2 separate regions of the Sus scrofa genome follow, and region 1 is linked to region 2. The links are chromatin contacts, called in public HiChIP or PLAC-seq maps. All regions are on one chromosome and are shown on one strand. Each heading gives the region's core, a stretch centred on a gene start, on an enhancer-like site or on the middle of the called end of the contact. The rest is flanking DNA. Distances are from core to core; before and after follow the strand shown.

Region 1 (4,665 bases), core at 1,567-4,066, 150 kb after region 2:
GTTGCTTTTTGTTTTGTTTTGTTTTTTCCTCTTCTAAATACACTTCGGTGAACAATCTTTGTTTTGTTTTGTTTTTTCCTTTTTTTTTTCATATATGGTCATGGGCTATGCAGTAGGTACCAGGTTAAATAAACCCTGTGTTTATTTTTTTAATTACTTAAAAAAAATTTTTTTTGGTCTTTTTAGGGCCGTACCCACGGCATATGGAGGTTCCCAGGCTAGGGCTCGAATTGGAGCTGTAGCCACCGGCCTATGCCAGAGCCACAGAAACGAGGGATCCAAGCAGCGTCTTCGATCTGCACCACAGCTCACGGCAATGCTGGATCCTTAACCCACTGAGCAAGACCAGGGATCGAACCTGAAACCTCATGGTTCCTAGTCAGATTTGTTTACCGCTGAGCCACGATGGGAACTCCTCAATAAAACTTTAAAAAATGGTAAAAACAAAAAAATTCAAACAAAACAGAAATCATTGAGAGTGAAAATCACCCCATAATTCTCCCCTGAGATATAATCATTACTCTTTGATATAGGTTTTTAGATTTTATAAATGGATTCTATTTTAGTTACTAACTTGTACTTACTTTTTAATAAACAACACATTTTGAACTTTTTTCCATATTAACACACGCAGCTATATTCTTTTAGTCAATTGCATAGGAATCTATTGTACTGATAAAATATTGTTTGGTATTTCTACCTTTTTTCCTAGTAATTGTTAGCCACATGAATATAAATTTTTGCCTACTTGTCCATTTATTTCCTTATACCATATTCCATGAGGTGGAGTTTTAAGATCAATGAATTTGCATTTCTTAAGGCATTTGATACATGCCAGAAAGATTAACTCAGTTTTCAGTCTGGATGCTTATTTTCTGAGCCCTTGGTAATTTTGAGCACTATAATTTTTTTAATTACTCAGGGAATTTTATTACATTTATAGGTGTACAACAATCATCACAACCAAATTTTATACCATTTCCATCCCAAACCCTCAGTGCATCCCCTCACCCCCAACTGGTCTCATTTGGAAACCATAAGTTTTTCAAAGTCTCCTCAGTGCATCCCCTCACCCCCAACTGGTCTCATTTGGAAACCATAAGTTTTTCAAAGTCTATGAGTCAGTATCTGTTCTGCAAAGAAGTTCATTGTGTCCTTTTTTTAGATTCTACATGTAAGTGATAGCATTTGATGTTGGTGTCTCATGGTCTGACTGACTTCACTTAGCATGATAATTTCTAGGTCCATCCGCATTGCTGCAAATGCCATTATTTCCTTCCTTTTAATGGATGAGTAATATTCCACCATGTATATGTACCACATCTTCTTGATCCACTCCTCTGTCGATGGACATTTAGGTTGTTTCCATGTCTTGGCTATTGTAAATACTGCTGCAATGAACACTGGAGTACATGTGTCTTTTTGAGTCATGGTTTTCTCTGGGTAGATGCCCAGGAGTGGGATAAGCACCATAATTTTTTAATGTTTACCAATAAGACAGGCAAGAGAGAGATTTCTTCTCTTGTGACTTGCCTGTTCATATTCCTTACTCAGTTAACTACTAGATTATCTTTTCCTTATTGACTTGGATGAACTCATTGCAGGTTAAAAACACCAATCCTTTGTTAATTTAAATTTTGGTGTACAAAGGATTTTAATTTTTAGGCAATTAAATATTTTTTTTGTGCTCTGGATTTTTTTTTTTTTTTTTTGCTTTTTAGGGCCACACCCATGGCATATGGAGGTTCCCAAGCTAGAGGTCCAGTTGGAGCTACAGGCCTACACCACAGCCACAGCAACGCCAGATCCTTTACCCACTGAGCGAGGCCAGGGATTGAACCCAGAACCTCATGGTTCCTAGTCGGATTTTTTTCCACTGTGCCATGATGGGAACTCCTGTGCTCTGCATTTTATATCTTGTTTAGAAATACTTTTCCTGATATAATGTTCTCCTCTATTTTAGTTTTAGTTCTTAATTGATTTATAAAATATTTGGTTATTTAATCTATTTGGAATTTACTTCTGTGAATGATGTGAGGTAACCAATTGCCCAATACCATTTATTGCACAATCTATCCTTCATGTATGTATTTGAAACAGCTTCTTTATTGTATACTAAAATCTCAGATACCCCTAGCTCATGTTCTAGACTCCCTCTTCTGTTTTATTGACATATTAATGTTTCTTGAAGTAGTAAGTTTAATTGCTCTAGCTTTGTCATCTGTTCAGACTTTTGGTGGGGCAAAGCCTCCGCATGCAATTTGGGATAAATTTGCTTCTTTAAAGCTCTCAATCTTCCCACTCAAGAACAGAGTTTCTCTCTCCATTTATTCACATCTTATGTCATTCAGAAAATGTCTGTGGTTTTCTTCTCATAGATTTTCTACATATTAAAAGTTTATTCTCAGGTATATGAGTTGTGGCCATATGAATGGAATTTTTTCACTAGTTATATTTTATAACCTTATTGCAGGTCTACTGATAAACTGTTGATTTTTATGTTCATATTGTAACCACTAGAGTAGCAATTAAGTTTGCAAGAGTGTATTATATGTGTACTCTCATCACAGCTGCCTGGTCCAGTACCCGAATGGAAGAGTATGCATGCCACTGTCTTACGATTTTCCAGTTGATTATATGTCCTCTAGCTAGTATATATGTTACCATCTTTCAAATAATAATCATCTCTTTTTAATACATGAACCATTTTTTCCCCATGTCTTTGTGCAGTGGCTAGAACTTCCAGAATAATGTTGAATTGTAGTGGTATACACAGGCATTCCTAGGGGTTTTCCACTATTAGACAATCTGGGGTTTTCCCTGGAGGAAGAGGTCCCAGGACCCAGTGAGCTCTTTAGGAGTAGTTCATCGCTCACTCGAACGCGCCTGAGGGTTTCGAGGTAGTTGGAGCCTGCAGCAGTTCGCAGAGCTGGACCATGCCTGGGATGCCCCAAATACGGGTCAGCTACTGGGTTTGGTTCTCAATCCGGGCCTGGGCTTCCTTTTCAGGGAGCAGGAGGGACAGGCGCGACAGTTGCACTTCAACAGCCCCAGAGTCTGTGCAAGTGTTTGCTCTTCTGCCTAAGCACCCGCCAGCCCCCACCAAGCAGTCGTGGGTGGCGGGGCAGACTCTTTGGCATGGGGCGTTAAGTGTGGTGCTGGAATTCTGGGTGTGGCTGCCTTCTCTGCGCTCGTGGCGCTGGGCTTTCCAGCCCTTCCAAAGGCAGGCACAGAAAATAGACTTGTGGTTCCTGGGCTGAGGCAGAGACGTATCAGGGGCTGAGGAGGAGCGTCCGGTGAGGATGGCAGGGGAAGGCTTGTCCAGGGGAGAGGCTACGGGCAAGGGCACCACCCCTCCCTCCCGACCGCAGACACACCCCTCAGGGGACCAGGAGAGGGAGGAGCAGTCCCTTCTCCTTTCCATCCCCCAGAATTGCCACGGTCCTTCACTGGGAGGAAGGCAGGATCTGAGGTTGATGAGGCGCTGAGCTGGCCGGTGGCCTGGGCTTTCAGCTGTGCGCAGCAGCACCTTCTCTTGGGCTCAGAGGCCTGTCCTCACTGTCTGTCCCTGAGATGCAGTCACCAGCGTGGGAGGCAGGAAGGAGGGGCAGACTTTAAAGTCTGAATTCAGACATCGCCCCCCCTCCCCCACTACTGCACCATAGGGTCCTGGCTAAAGTTGCAGATCCTCTCCTTGTTGCTAAAGTTGGTAACTGCCTTTCATCCTCCTCCTACCTGGCCTCTCAGCGAACTTCACTGCTTTCCCATTCCTCCTTTTTGAAGCACTCCTTTGTTTTCCATGACAACACCCAGTTTTCTTCCTACCTCTTGGACCACTTTCTCCTAGTTTCCTTAGAGGACTCCTCTTCCTCTACACAGCCTGTAAATGTTAGGGTCCTTGAGACCCCAGACTACTCTCCTTCTCCTTCCCTTTCCCCTTTCCCATCCTCATCATCCAGATACCATGCACACACCATAAAAGTCACCCTTTTAAAGTGTGCCATTCAGTTGTCTTTTAGGTATTCACAAAGTTGTGTGGCCATGATCACTGTCTAATTCCAGAACAATTTCATCACCCTAGAAAGAAAACCTGTGCACATTAGTCATTTCCCATTCTCCTCTCCCTCCAGCCCCTGGCAAAGACTCTCCTTCTCTGAGGATTTGCCAATTCTGGACATTTCTTCCACGTGGAATCATATGATACTTGGTCTTCTGTGACTGTCTTTTCCTTTAGAGTGTCTTTAAGCTTCATTCATGTTGTAACATGTGTCAATAGTATATTCCTTTTATGGTTGAATTATAAAATTTTGTCCACATTTTGTTTGTCCATTTCATCAGTTGGTAGGTATTTGGGTTGTTTCCATTTGGGGGGCATTATAGTAATAATCATAATGCTATGAGCATTCGTATACAAGATATTGTGGAGAGGGAATTCCTGTTGTGGCTTAGTGGGTTAAGAACCAGATGTAGTGTCCATGAGGATGTGGGTTCAATCCCTGGCCTTGCTCAGTGGGATAAGGATCTGTGTTTGCCACAAGCTGTGGCATAGGTTGCAGATGTGGCTTGGATCCGGAGTTGCTGTGGCTGTGGTGTAGGCCAGCAGCTGCAGCTCCAATTTGACCCCTAGCCCAGGCACTTCCATATGCCTCGGGTACGGCCTTAAAA
Region 2 (4,842 bases), core at 995-3,494:
CCCTAGCACTTAGAATAGCCTGGCATATAGTAAGTGCTGAATAAATAACTGTTGAATGAATGAATGAGTTTATTGAAAAGGATCCCTTGTGTTTAGTTGCAGAATACAGGCCCTTGGTGAAGGCATTTTCACAGGAGTGATGGTGAAGGAAACCCAGATTATAGTAGACTGAGGAGTAGATAGGACGTCAGGAAGTGGAGACAAAAGGAGGACTAAAGCACCTCTTGTGTGCCAGGCACTGAGCTGTGCACTTTACGTTCATTACTTCATTTAATCTCAGTGCCAAGAGTGTAGATACTGTCACGATCACTAGATGAGGGACCTGCAGCTCAGAAGGACAATAACTTGCTCAGGATCCCACAGCTGGAAAGAGCTGGAGCCAAGATTTTGAACCCAGATTGGTCTGACTATGAAATTCAGCACTAAACTGCTCAGCTATACTTCCTCTAGAACTTCTTTGTGACCAGAAGGAGAAAGAAAGCGTGACTTTTTGAGATAACATGGAGTTGAGACCAGAAGACTTGCAAATATTTTAATGCTAATGGGAGAGAAGCAGGAAAAAGAAGTAATTTGAAGATTTGGGGATAGCACTGGAAACTATGTCTGGTCACTTATGATGGAGCATCATAATGTGAGAAAAAAATGTATACATGTATGTGTTACTGGGTCACCATGCTGTACGGTAGAAAAGAGAACACTGTAAACCAGCTATAATGGAAAAAAATAAAAATCATTATGCAATAAATAAATAAATAAATGTTTTATAAATGAGAAAAACAAAAGATTCGGGGGGAAAGGGAAATAATTTATACAAGAGGAGCGTGAGGAGGTTTCCAGAGCATGCTTGAACGGAAACTCCTTCACTGAGGTAGGAAGAGGAGAAGGTCAAGATCAGGGCTGTGTTGCAGTCATTCCATCAGGGAGGAGAGGGGAGAGGTAGAGGTGGATGGGAGCTCCCTTCGGATTGTCTAAGAGTAAAGGAGGTGGTGATCCAATTACGGACTTGAAGTCTGAGGTCCCAGTTCTTTAACTGAAATAGATGTTGCAGAGAAGAGAACAAAAAAGTGGTGGAAAAGGAGATTTTTCAGGATGGCATTAAAGGCCAAACCAAGATGAGAGGCCAGGACGAAGTACACAGCAGGCAGAGGTTCGATTGATCCGGGGTTGAGGGTTTTGCCCACTGCATGATACAGAAGAAAAAGTTCCGGATGTTGAGAGTATTGTCCAGATAGTGTTTGAGGTGATGAGTCACCACATCTAGGGCAGCAGAGAAGGAAGTGAAGATGGGAGAGGGTGGAGAACAGAACGGAAGTGAAAGGACCATAGTACCAGCATAGTAGCAGACAAAAGTCAGCAGTAGGATTTTGGTAGTAAAAGGGTCTGGGGTCCTCTTGATCTCAGAGTTCCATAGCCAGAGCTGACCCGTCTGTGATGAATAAGGCTAAATTGTGCTAAAAGGGATGGGACACAAGGGTAGAAAACTAACTAACTCTTATTTTTTTGTTGTAAACAGTTCAGGCTGTTTGATTCGTTTTTTTTGGTTTTTTTTTTTTTTTTTTTTTTTTTTTGGTCTTTTTAGGACTGCACCTGCGGCATATGGAGGTTCCCAGGCTAGGGGTCTAACCGGAGCCGTAGCAGCCGACCTATGCCACACCCACAGCAACGCCATGTCTGAGCTGCTTCTTCGACCTATAGCACAGCTCACGGCAATGCCAGATCCTTAACCCACTGAGTGACGCCAGGGATCAAACCTGCATTTTCATGGATACTAGTCAGAGTCTTTTCCACTGAGCCATGACAGGAACTCCTGAATTTTTTAACTTCTTAAATTGAAAAAAACAAATTTTTCAATGAACCCAAAGAAGTGAGCAGGCTTTCATGAAAGCAGGGGGATGCGGGAACTATGGAGATAGGAAGTGGTGGTCTGGATCGGGACCTGGGGGGTGATCTGTCTGTGGCACCATGAGGTCTTTGCTCTGAAAGAGGATCAGCTGGAACCTGGTCCCATCCTGCCATTGTTTACCCTGGAGGGAAGTGCCAGCCCCGAGACTTGCTCAGCTTGGCAGCAGCAGAACCAGAACCAGAACCAACCCTTCCTGATCTCCCAGCTCAGTGTTATTTCCCATGCTGCTTCCTGAGTATTTGAGGCTTCAGATTCCTGCTGTCCCACTGGGGCTTATTGTGAGTGTGCCTGTGCTCCTGCCGGCTGAGCAGGCTGTTTGCCAGACCTCGCTGCCCACGCCTCGTTCTTCCCGGTGCAGGGTGTGTGGGTGTGCATAGAGGCGGCTGGCCTGTCCCCTGCCTATTTCCTGTTCTCTGCAGGCGGAAAACCACAATGATCATCTCTATTTACATCCTTTGAAATGACCCAGTGTCCCTCCTGTTTTGCCAGCTCTCACATCACCACCTCCCCCGGCCCTTCCCACTCATAGCTTGTTTAAGCAGCAGCCTTGACTCTGTGTCCTCTTTATCAGCCTCAACCCCATAGGAGTCACTGAAAGCATTTAGGATGGGGATTCTTCACCATGAGATTGGTGGCTGGGGGTGGAGGGATGAGCTCTTAAATTAGGGGGCATTATTCTAGAGAAAAAGTCCTTTCATCTTTGTCAGATCTTCAAAGGATTCTTCCCCCTCTAAAAGACCCTGGATTTAGAGAATGGAGTGCAGATGCTTTTGTTTGTTTGTTTGTTTGTTTTTGTTTTTAGGGCCTTCCTCGTGGCATATGCAGGTTCCTAGGCCGGCCTGCAGGACAGGCCCAGCAATGTGGGATCCAAGCTGCGTCTGTGACCTACACCACAGGTCACAGCAACGCTGGATCCTTAACCCACTGAATGAGGCCAGGGATCGAATTGGCAACCCCATGGTTCCTAGTCGGATTCGTTTCCGCTGCACCATGACGGGAACTCCCCAGATGCGTTTTAGAGAAACAAATGTATAATATCAAGAACAACAACAATTAGATTTTTTCTTGTCTTCCAAGTAATAGTTCAGATAACCTGGTGTTTGCACAGCCTCTCTTGTCATCAGCACAGTGACCATGGGTGGCAGTTGCTATATGGACAGTTGTGATTTCTCCTCAGTTTGGTCGACCGAGGTCCAGTAGCCTAAGACTAAAGCTCAGGACTTTTGCCCTCTGTTGGATGCCACCTCGTAGATATGTATATGTGCCCCCCACACATTGATTTTGGGGTTCTGGGATGTGTGGGGTCAGGGTGGGGACAAGGAGACAAGGGACGAGGATTCCAGTCGAGGAGGGATATTCTTCTATAGTTTTCTTCACCCCTGCCTCTCAGTGAGGTTTTCCCTGGTCTTGGGTCTGTCTGCTTGGGAGCTTGGGATGGTCCTGCACATTCTTCTCTGAGCGTGCCCTCTGCCCTGAAAGCCTGATTGTCCTGTGTCTCAGGGTGGAGTTTTCAGGGTTTACAATGGAGTTGTGAGTTGGCCTGGCCCAGAGTAGCTTCAATTTCTCTTTTCCCGGCAGGGTTTAGACAGCTATTAATGTGGGGCAACAGAGTATGTACAGGGAGGGGAAAGAGTATGTTTGCTCATGATGGTAGGAAAGGCCCCTCATTGGCTTGCCTCTCAGCAGGCCTGAGCCGAGGTGCAGCCATATGGTGTAGGGATCGGGTGTGAGCAGGCTTCCTTGAGATGGTTCAAGGCTTCTGGGTGCCTTCTGCCTAGAGGTAGATAACGTTTGGGACCCCAATTTCGTTCTGAATCCTCACTCCCTGCTTTCTGCCAGACCATCTTCTCCCTGGCTTTGTGGTTCCATAGGGCATTATGGAGGTTGTGGTACCAGTGGGGATGCATGTGGCTCCAGAAAAAGAAGAGAGAAAGGGAGTTCCTTGAGGTTCAGGCTTGGGGTGGTACAATCAGAACCGCCTTGAAGGTCATGGAGAAGAACTGGTAGGAGGGTGGAAAGAGACAGTACATTAGTGTTTTGGTTTTGGCTTTTTTTTTTTTTCCCTACTGACTAGGATCTTGAACTATATTGGATAGTGTGTTAGCTCCTACTGAGTGGCTTTCCACTGCTGGCCAGAAGTCTGCCTCAGACAGAGAACTTGTTAGGGAAGACGAAGGAAGGAAGCAGGATGGGCTGGTGACCATGTACCTTTGGCGGAGCGCCAGTTAGATCATCTTAGGCCTCCTCGGCATGGAACAATCTTCCTATCATCTGCTTCATCTGGAGCCCCCAGGGCAGTGCTGCCTCAAGTGCAAGTCTGCAATGACATGAGAAGCATACATACCAGAATGTAAAACTGTACCCTTCATCAAGAAAAACCTTTTTATAAAAATTACCAGAGCTAAACAGTGTGTTTGCTTTGACATAACTGATTTACATTCTGAAGTCATATAAACTTCTGACCTGGTGACCAACCAGTAATACAGTTTTACAAACCAGCAGCTAATCTGCAGGCCACACTCTGACTAGCAGTGCTCTAGAACCGCCTGTATTCTAGAAGCAGTTGTTGAGGTCTCAGAATCATGTGCTTGACCCATACAAGCCAGAAACAGAGAGCCCCAGCTCCAGAGAGCTGGGGCTCAAACATGGGTCATACATGGGTCAGGGTGGGTTATTGGGGAGAAAGGAGCACAACCAAAATGAGCAAGCTGAACAGATGATGAGGCAGTGCCCATGCCCAGGGCAGGTGTCCCATCCCCCTTTCCCTCTACCACAGGCACAAAAGCCGAAGGGCCTAGAGCTAGGGCCCCTCCTGTAGGGCCTTTGTTTTGCCTGTTGCTTCTGGTGGCAGGTCAGCCACACTGAGTTTACTCTGTCCTTGCAGAAAAATGGCATATATCAGAGAAGAATTCCTTGGTTGTCCTCGTAGTTACTCCTGG

What was found. HiChIP or PLAC-seq counts read pairs in DNA pulled down with a chosen protein or histone mark.
Region 1: a contact with region 2 is called in an H3K27ac HiChIP or PLAC-seq map of alveolar macrophages. The contact joins two enhancer-like sites. A contact is called at or near these places in 2 of 5 promoter capture datasets (fetal liver and fetal skeletal muscle), 2 of 47 Hi-C or Micro-C datasets (mesenteric adipose tissue and omental adipose tissue) and 1 of 2 datasets of contacts at active chromatin or transcription factors (alveolar macrophages).

The regions. Positions count from the first base shown.
Region 1 is chr7:61,042,210-61,046,874 of Sscrofa11.1, forward strand. The region is part of intron 1 of GRAMD2A (GRAM domain-containing protein 2); the gene reads left to right. Among named protein-coding and RNA genes, the nearest start is that of GRAMD2A, 12 kb to the left of the region's middle. Within about 2 kb of position 2,817, at least 16 of the 83 cell types and tissues checked have an H3K27ac peak or open chromatin away from gene starts, as enhancers often do. A contact at or near this core is called in alveolar macrophages, where this site is marked.
Region 2 is chr7:60,895,342-60,900,183 of Sscrofa11.1, forward strand. It overlaps HEXA (hexosaminidase subunit alpha), which reads left to right. Exons shown (of 14, transcript NM_001123221.1): 2 at 4,788-4,842. LOC102166620 (a long non-coding RNA gene) reads right to left here. Exons shown (of 5, transcript XR_001297909.2): 3 at 4,112-4,220. Among named protein-coding and RNA genes, the nearest start is that of HEXA, 19 kb to the left of the region's middle. Within about 2 kb of position 2,245, at least 10 of the 83 cell types and tissues checked have an H3K27ac peak or open chromatin away from gene starts, as enhancers often do. A contact at or near this core is called in alveolar macrophages, where this site is marked.